Linked DNA regions of Capsicum annuum: region 1 is linked to region 2. A link is a contact called in public Hi-C data. All regions are on one chromosome and are shown on one strand. Each heading gives the region's core, a stretch centred on a gene start, on an enhancer-like site or on the middle of the called end of the contact. The rest is flanking DNA. Distances are from core to core; before and after follow the strand shown.

Region 1 (4,736 bases), core at 115-2,614, 82 kb after region 2:
TTCTGAATGAAAATCAGTTGACTTACCCATTAATCCTTTCATAATCTTCTTATTGGGTTAAACAAAGTACAACACCAACAAAAGAAAAATACATTTGACTATGCATTGACTTCACAATAACCCCAAAAAATTCTATTTTTTTTCTTAAAACTTCTTACATTTACAACAAACAATACACAGCAAAACAACATAGACAAGTACAACAACAACAAAGAACATATCCATTGTAATCTCATAAGTGGGGTAATATGAGATTGAAGCAGTTACCTATTAAACACAGTTACAACCAAGATATAATATTTTTGGTAAAACTAGTATAACCTAAATCAAAAGACCTAAAGGACACATTTTTGTTTCTTGGAGGAAACTCATTTGACTATCATTGACTTCACAATGACCCCAAAATTTCTCTTTTTTTCTTTTTTCCCAAACTTCTTACATTTCCAACAAACAAATTTCATAAAACAACATAAACAAACACAACAACAACATCAACAACATATCCATTGTAATCCCACAAGTGGGGTCTAGTGTAATTGTTCCCAATACACCCTCGGCTTAATAAAAATTTGACACGCTACCTCAACTAATTAATTTTATGAAATATCCATCATATTTCATCAACATAAGTACCGAATAACTTAGTTTAACCAATCTTGCATGTATGATATTACCTGTAGTAGTTGCGGGAGTACTTTTGTTTCACTCTTCAACAGATTGAGCAACTGAAATAATTTCTTCAATAAGTGTCTTTTGTTTATATATACGTCCTCCTAGTGGCATGGCTTTGCTTATATTCCTACTAAAGATGAAGAAAAGCAAAAATTGAGAGATTCAAAAAGCAGAGTATTTTTTTTTCATGTTTTTATATAATGTAAGAGTCCTTTAATATGGAAAGAATCAATACAAAATATTAGTTGATTTGAAAGTCCTAAATTATATAATTTAAATAAGGAAAAAACTAATACAACTTTTAGTTGATTTTAAATTCAAAATATTATGACAATAATTAAATTATCTTCTACATATACTAAATACCTATAATTGCTCCATCAAATGCTCTACGGCCAAATTCTTTTAATGGAATTCTATTTTTTTAACAAAACTATTGTACCTATTTAATCATTTAAAAGACATATAAATGAATGCTGATATATATATATATATATAAAGTTAAAAAAAAATATCACATTAAGGTTACCTTTATTGTAAAAAAAATATCACATTAAAGTTACCTTTATTGTATTTAATTTACATATAAATCTTTTCAAAATATATACAAAATAAAGGGAAAAAATGGCATATCCCTGATGAGCACATTACTACAGCACTACCCTCACCTCATTTGCACGTTATCAAATTCCCCTTATTTTTTGGCACACACTAAAACAGTTATCCTACCCATCGTACACATGGACATAACTAGCAAAATACTTATTTGTTATGAACCCGCGTTTTGTTAATCTTTGGTGTTCTCATTGTACATAACTTTTTACTTTTAAATATTAATATTATTTACATGCTTTCTATATAGTAGTTGCTTTCTTAAAATACTTCATCCTTGTTATTTTTAAATATAAAGATAGTAAATAAATATTTGGTTTTAAATTACTATTAAATTATGTAGCTGACATTCGTGTTTTTATTTTTATATATTTTACAAATAAGTACTAATAATTAAACTAAAATTATATGAGAAAAATAGTACAAAGATGATTTTATCTACTATGTATAATTAATTGTAGTGTCTTTATGTTAGGATACAAACAACATAATTTTTTAACTATGAAATGTTTCAATAAAAAAGAAAATTAACATGAAAGGTATTTTAATTGGGAAGAAAATTTTGCAACTGATTTTATTCTCTTTATATTAGGATAAAGATACCCAACACAATATTTTAATTATGGAATGTTTAAAAAAATATTAGCTGACCTCAAAGTACTTATCAATTAAAATTAATAACTAAATTAAAATTATATGAGAAAAATAGTAAAATTGACTAGGATATTGTTGTTATACTTGGTGTGCTTAAGAAATCTATAATCTATAATCTATATCTATATCTATAATTTCTATAATATATTAAAAATGTGAAGGGCATTAGAAATATTGTTTGAACTTTTTGTCATTCATTAAACGTCTTTACTTTAGATAAAATCGTCTTTTTCATTTTTTTTTTTTGAAATTTAAGTGTTAAAAAATAATTAAATATATATTTTTTTTTACCTAAAATATTCTTTTTTATATTTTTTTTCTAATATTTATGTGTTAAAAATTAATTAAATATATTTATGGTAAAAACTTTCCTTATTAGAAGTCATTAGAATTAATGCTTTATTAATTAAATATATTTATGGTAAAATCTTTTCTTATTAGAAGTCATCAGATTTAATGACAGCTAAAACTTTTTTCATTAGTTTAACAATTCTAAATCAACTAAATTTAATTTTAAGAAGATTTGAAAATCTAGAAATAAATATAAAAGTGTTAGAATAAGAAAAATTTAAGGAGTACAAAATTTTAAAAAAATTAAGTACATAATAAAAATGTAATCAATAATTTGGTAAAAATTTGACTTTAAAAACAAGAAAAAATTATAAATATAGAAAGAAAAATGAAAAATAATCGTGCCACAATTATGTTTCAAATTTATGCATCTCTCTTAGGCTCTGGCAGCAAGGGAAAGAGGTGTAGCCTGAGAAACACAAAAGTGATAAGTGATCAATCACTTGAAACTTCTGGTGGGAAAATGTATATGTGCTTATACTAAAATATATTTTATATTTACATTATTATATTAAAATGTGAAGGATCTTCGAAAAGTGATAGATAAAATCATTTAATTTTAAATAATCAAATATTATATGTGTGAGGCACGTGCGGTCAAACTAGTATCCCGAAATATGTATAATACGTTATACTAATTGTATATATCTGTATAATTTGTGAGAATTTATACATAAATTATATAATGATAATACATTTTCATATACATAGATACAACGATATAGTCTCATTATGTACGATACATTTTTCAGACATATACATATTGATACAATTTCTATACTATGATGAAAATAGTTGTATACATTAGTGATACAAAAATGATACAGTTTTTTCTGTACATAATACATTTTTCATACATATATAGAAGTGATACATTTTCTATATAGTAATGATATTATTTTATATGAAATGAAACTATTTTAAAGAGGCTAAAAACCTTTTCTAAGCTTCTTTGGCCATCTGATATCCATCATTTCTGTTCTTGTCCACATAATACATTGCTCTACTTGTAATCATTCACAATAGCCAAAGAAAATTTCGTATTTTGCTACGAATTTTTCATCGCAAATAGTTGAATTGTTCAACTATAAATTTTAAAGTCGTTGTTATTTATACCTTGAAAATTTTGTAACAAATTTTTATTGTCAGTAAATCATAGATTGATTAGAGAAAATAAAATGATCATCACTAATTATATAAATTATTAGTGACAAAAACTAATGTCACAATTAAATATAAAATTTATGGCTAAAGCTTACAACATTTAACTACAAAATATAATATGTCACTATTGTAACAAAACTATTTTTTGTGACAAAATATTTTTGTGTCCAAAAATTAATTAGTTTTATTAAGACAAAAAGTTGATTTGTCACAAACTATATAAACTATTAGTGACGAAATAATGTGTCACTGATAACACATAATTCGTGACTAATGTTGCTTAATAAAATGGTGCCAACTCATTTTTTTGCGGGAAACTTTAGAGGACAAAATTGTGCTATGAAAATTTATATTTTGTCACTAAAATATGTGGCCCATGTATTTAACAACGAAAGGTAACTTTTGTCACTAAAAGTGAACAATTAGTGACGAATTTTATATCGTAGCTAAATATCACATTAATTGTAGTGCTAATTTGAATCGGGTACCCGTACATCAAATTAAACCATTTCAATCTATCATTTTGTCATAAATTTTTCATACATTTCATGTTCACTAACAAGATTCCATCACTCTTATAACACTCGTACTTTATATCGTTAATCCAAACGTCGGAATGACGTAACAACACGAAAATGTTCATTCCAAGTACCTCAAACAAAATATCAAAGAAAAAAAAAGAAGCAACCGTTTTATCTAGAAACAAAATTGATAATGGAAGATAATTTGTTTAAAAATTTGGAATCAGAAACAAACGACCTGTTTTTGTGGGATTTATTTTCATTCTTTACCATTATTAGTTAGGTTAATTGCTACATTAATGAAAATTTGGTCATTACAGACCTTAAATTAAGAAAATTAGTCTACTGACTAAATGTATCTATAATATGTATCTAACATTAATTATATGTATCTTCAATGTCTAAAAAGTGAATTTTTTTGAAATTTTATAAAAAAAATTGGGATTTTAGATAAATAGTAGTAAATATGTTGGGATACAGGTAAAATTTACATTTATTAACCCGTATCCCATACATAGCCACTTAAGGTGGTATTAGGCTACTTTAACATAACTGTTTTTGGCCCATTCATAACAACTTAGGTGTCGAGTTATACTTTTCATTGCACTTGATACGAACAACACACTTGATACGAATGAAAATAGTCAATTTCTAGTGAATTTTAATATGAGATCTCATGACTCATGACCTTCGGACCACATGTCCATATCATATTGAGCAATTCGCTGAATCTAGCTTAGCATAACCTTAAGTGGTTGTAAC
Region 2 (5,261 bases), core at 924-3,423:
TTATTTTTTTTAACCTTAATTAGTTAGCTTAATTGTTGTTTTAATGCAAAGCTATCCGTTACCTCCCATAAAACGTGCTAGTTTGTTTAATTAAAACTTGTAGCCGTAGTATGTATATATAATTTAATTAACATGTATCATCAAAGGTCAAAAGTTGAGATTTTATGAGATTTTGAAATTAGTTGGGATTTTTAATAAATACTAGTAAACATGTCATTATATATGTAATTTTCACTTAACTATTTCCTTGATAGAGATGTCCTTTTTAGAACCCTAGACCTCAATCTGTCCATTGTCATTTTCTTTTTGTTGGGGCTTTAGGCCTTTTGGACAGTATAAACGCAAAGAGATGGAGATGGGACATCAATCCATTTGGGCTTCGACCAGGTCCAGTAATGGATATTCCAGCCGGCTGAAAATAACAATTAAACAATGTCTCACATGCACGTACTATATATTTTTTTTTTAAAAAAAAAAAGGAAATAAGCCTGCATATATGAATAAAAGAAAAAAACACTGCATGTATATAATTTCTTGTTTTTAAAAAAAAAAAAAGGCTAAAAATGGTCTCTTATGTTTGGTGTAAGTGCAAAGGGGTTTCTTGAATAAGTTTTTGAACAGTTTTGTTTTCCTAAATTTGTCGTCAAATAGTTATCAAATTTTAGCGGTCACATTTACGGAAGACTATCGAAAAACTGTAGAAATGATATCGAAATTTAATGATTCAAATTTAATAATGACCATTTTCTCAAGTATGCAGTGTCATCAATAATGGTCATAGAAATGTAAATTTAGTATATGATTATTTTGCAGATAAACCTAATATTCTTTCCCTAGTCCTAATTGATCAAAACCTTCCACATAATGACCACTTTTGGTGTAAAAGATATTCCTGAAATTCTTGACCACTTGTAGTGGCTTTTATTTCTTTTTTCATGTGGTGGTCAGAATAATAATTGGTAAACGACAAGATAGACAAGTAGAATAATCACAAAATGGGGCTCTATTTGTAATTGATTGGTAAAAAACAAGAAAGTAAACTAAATCATTAGAGTTCGCTTAATCAGTTGATTATAATTAATCGATAATTGTTATTCATTTGACAATTTTTTTATCGGTAAAATGATTGAAAATTTTTAATTCTTATACAAAAATTTAAAAGTTCTTCTTAAGGCAAAGTATGGACTATAAATATGAGAGGAAGTTTGAAGTTTTGATATGAAAAAAATATTTTAATAATTAGACAAAATGTTAAAGATAAAATAGTAAAAATTTTGATCAATCTAAAAGTATTCGTAAGTTAGATAAAAAATCTTAAGTTGGAATTAATTAACTTAGATTTTTGGGCTTATAAATACTTATCTTACGGGCACTTTGAATATTTATCAAATACTTCCTCCGTCTCAAATTAATTATTTTTTCGTCAAATTAAAATGTAAACATCATTTAATAAGGGTACTATGATAAACTCCGTATGATATTAATTATTTTTCTTAATCAATGTATCATCTCAATTTAGAATAGAACGGCTAATTTGAGACGGAGGGAGTATATAGATAAATCAAAAAGATACTTATAACTCAGACCAATGCTAAAAGTGATTTTAATTGTTAATTGTTTTATGAATGTCTTTTTCCCTATAACAGGTAGGCTACACCATCCTACAAAAATATTACTTAATTTATGATTGTATTAATTAATACTACTAATTATTTTGGAATATTAACAACTGGCATTATACCCAACAGTTCTCATATTTGTACGTAATTATCATCACACTAAAGAACTTTATAGTGGAGGAATGCATCCGCTCCGTAGCTTTTGAATAAGTAGGCGTTTAATTATAATCGGAAACAGTCTTTGTACGTATTCTGAAGTAGTGATATGACTACATACATCTTACCCCCGATCCCACTATGTGGGAGTACACTGAGTTTGTTGTTGAGACGTTTAATTATAAATTTTTTATTTAAATTTCAACTTTAAAGTAGAATTTTAAATTTAAATTGTGATTCTATCTTATTATTTGATGTGAAATTTGGCCCATAATTCATATTATACAAAACAAAATTATAAGTTTAAATTTTGTAAAAAAAGAGTCGTGTTCGATGCGAAAAGACTATCCATATCATATGAGGAGATTATATCAAAGAATAGTTACATAATTATTATTATTGTTGATCAGTCCATCTTTGTAAAATCATAAATTTAAAAGTTTGTAACGATATATTATTGCAAATATTTATTTAAAAAGAAACGTGAAGATATGTAATTTAATAACTACGACATCTCAAAATTAAATATAAGATATTTTGATACCTTATTCTATTAACTTCGAATTTACTCATTTGATAAACTTCTGATAGTTTTACAAATTGTGAGTTCATATATATGAAAAAAATATATAATTTTAAAAATTCCGATTATATGATCGAACAAAATTCCAATTTTAAATCTAACATCGATGCCGCTTTGCATCGACAAGAGCCTATAGGAATATTCGAGAAAGGAGAAAAGGTTAAGCAATTTCAAATAATTTGAATGGAAATAAATCCGCAGCCGCATCTATAAAAGCAGCTAATCAGATATGTATGAAAGTATGAGTGACTTGCAGTAACAAATTTCAGGATATTTAGAAAGGTAAGGAATAATTAATTTTACAGCCAAGAATGGAGGCTCTTAGCTCAAACCAGCAATCACTAAGGTTAGCAAATAGATTATAATTAATTTCATAATAACTTGTGATATTTCACCAATAATTCCTCTAAATTCTAGCTAGTTTTTTATTGATATGAAGAATCTGAAAAAGAATTATACATGAACAAGCGATCAGTAGCTCACTTGGTTGGGTACCTGAACTTTCATCTTGTCGGCGAGAGTTCGACTTTCCACCTTGCAATCCCTTCTCCTTCCCCTACTGCTATGTAATACTGATATAAAAAATTGAAAAAAAAAAAATATACTATAATATGAAGATATTATTATTATTGTATAAACTGGACATGTAATAAGTTATGGCTAGTTGTGTGTAGATGCTGTGAAACAGTGGAAGATGGGAAAGTAGAGTGCAAGTGTGCAGAAGGATGGTCTTGCTCTGTCTCTAAAACAGATGGTTCCAAAGCTGCTGGCAAGCCCTTCTGTCAATGTTCCAGTGGCATAACTTGTACCCGCCTGTATGTACTCTAATTCCTTCATGCTCAACATAGTTCGACAGCGTAAACAATTTTTACATGATTAATACGATTTGATCAGTTATAATATGTTATTGTTTTATTTTCTAAGTTTAAGTTTAAGTTTTGTGTATTGTAAAATATGTTTACACAATCAAACAAGGTTATAAGCTATTAGTTTATTTTAACTAGGGATGTGCAAAAATCGAATCGACCGATAAATCAAACTGATAAAATTTTTATTGCAATTGTTCTTTCTTTATTGGATTAACGATTTTTTAATGGTTTTATAAAAAAAAATTATTGGGCTATTGGTTCGGTTCGATTTTTTCTTATTGGGTTATTGGGTAAAGTGACAACCCAATAAATATATATATATATATATATATATATATATATATGACTTATTAAATATTTCTCTTAATTTCTCTTTAATCTTTACAAATTAACAAACCTATTATTTCAATTATACAAACTTTTAATTTCTTCTAACAACATTTAGTTTAAACTTGAAGATTATCGTAAATTAAAACACATTATGTAGAATTTTTGTTTGCAACGAAGATTTTTATTTCATGTTAATTACTACTATTTCTATTTTATGAGTATTTTCTTATCGATTAAACCGAAAACTGAACAGTTAAGAACTAAAAATCGATAAATCAAAAACCGATAAAAAATATCTTAGTGGTTTGATTATTGGTTTAGTATATTTAAAAATTGAGAATCGATAAACCGAACCGATAATATATAAAACTGAACCGAACCAACTGATGCACACCCCTAATTTTAACCACCAGATATGTACAAACTAGATTTTGAACCTAACAAATTAAATGAAGGTGGTAGAATTACGAATTTGAACAAATAAAGTTCAAAGTTTAGATCTCCCTCTGTAATCAGATTCTTATATACTGGGTAATCACTGTTGAATCTCCTAAGAAACATTAGTTGATTTTATGATAAAAACAGTAATAGACATGTTATGTCAAGTTAGAATTCCCCGATAGAGCATAAAAAGGAGATCTTCACACAAGCAGCGAGACAGATTTCTGTTTATTTTTCTAGCGGTATACATATATTATATATTAATTATCCACGATCATACACATATCATACATAGATTATATATTTGACATCAACCTTCAGTTACTATGTAGGTTAATTGTCCTATGGTATGTTAGTGCATACTCTATTTTCCAGGTTATCATATCAATCATGATACAAAGAGTTACATCTTGTGCATACATTAACCAAATAGTATAGAAATTGAAGGATTTACACTATTGAATATAAAATAACTAATGCAATTGCACATTTGCAATTTGTTAAAAAGAGAAGAATCTGATCCAGAGGCACAGAAAGCACTAGAGGGATCAAATGATTGCAAGGTGATATGCAAGACAGATGCAGGATATACATGCAAAATAAGCAAAGGAGGGGAAGTGAAAGCTGAATGTGGAGAAGGTTGCATCTGCCTTGTTGATGAAACTGGCAATATTAAATGCATAACCAAAGCAGCAGAAACCTCATGCTGTGCCTCTGGTTGTAACTAATAATTATGACACTGCCTAATAATGACCAGCAGCTTGCATGCCTGATGCTGCTGGCTTTGTGGCTTTGTTTGTCTTGAGAACGTTTGTGTCTTTCAGTTTGGTTTGTCAAATAATATGATCGTCTCTGTTTGTTAAATAATATGTACTACATGTAATGAGATATTTGCTTTTTTCACTAATTACAGCTTATAACTTTTTTTAGTCATTAGGTTAATGTCATCGACAACTGTAAGTAGTATTTCCAATTTGGAAATGAAAAATAGAGATGATATTTCCAAAGTTCAAAGTCTACCACCTATTTCTTTCAAGTTAAAATATTTGTAAGTACCTTTATTCTTTTGGGTTTAAAAAATGGCTATATAAGTACTTAAATTTAAGTCAAAATGATTTTAAAAAAAAAAAAAAAAAAAAAAAGAAGATGATCGTCAAGGTGATTGACACGTGCAGCCAGGTGTCCGCCTTAGATCAATTTCCTTGCATTCAATGCCACTGAGTTCTCTTATAATAGAACAAGCGAGAGCAGTCAGCGGAGCAA

Evidence for each region. Hi-C and Micro-C count contacts between places; a contact is called where the count stands out from the background.
Region 1: a Hi-C map of pericarp shows a contact between it and region 2, with 2.4 times the contacts expected there. The contact joins the enhancer-like site here to the promoter of LOC107870847 in region 2. A contact is called at or near these places in 2 of 5 Hi-C or Micro-C datasets (pericarp and placenta).

What each region holds. Positions count from the first base shown.
Region 1 is chr1:17,810,632-17,815,367 of UCD10Xv1.1, forward strand. No RefSeq gene overlaps it. Among protein-coding and RNA genes, the nearest start is that of LOC124897259, 16 kb to the right of the region's middle. Within about 2 kb of position 1,365, at least 1 of the 5 cell types and tissues checked has an H3K27ac peak or open chromatin away from gene starts, as enhancers often do. A contact at or near this core is called in pericarp, where this site is marked.
Region 2 is chr1:17,728,234-17,733,494 of UCD10Xv1.1, forward strand. It overlaps LOC107870847 (succinate dehydrogenase [ubiquinone] iron-sulfur subunit 3, mitochondrial), which reads left to right and starts at 2,174. Exons shown (of 3, transcript XM_016717525.2): 1 at 2,174-2,704; 2 at 3,033-3,173; 3 at 4,507-5,261.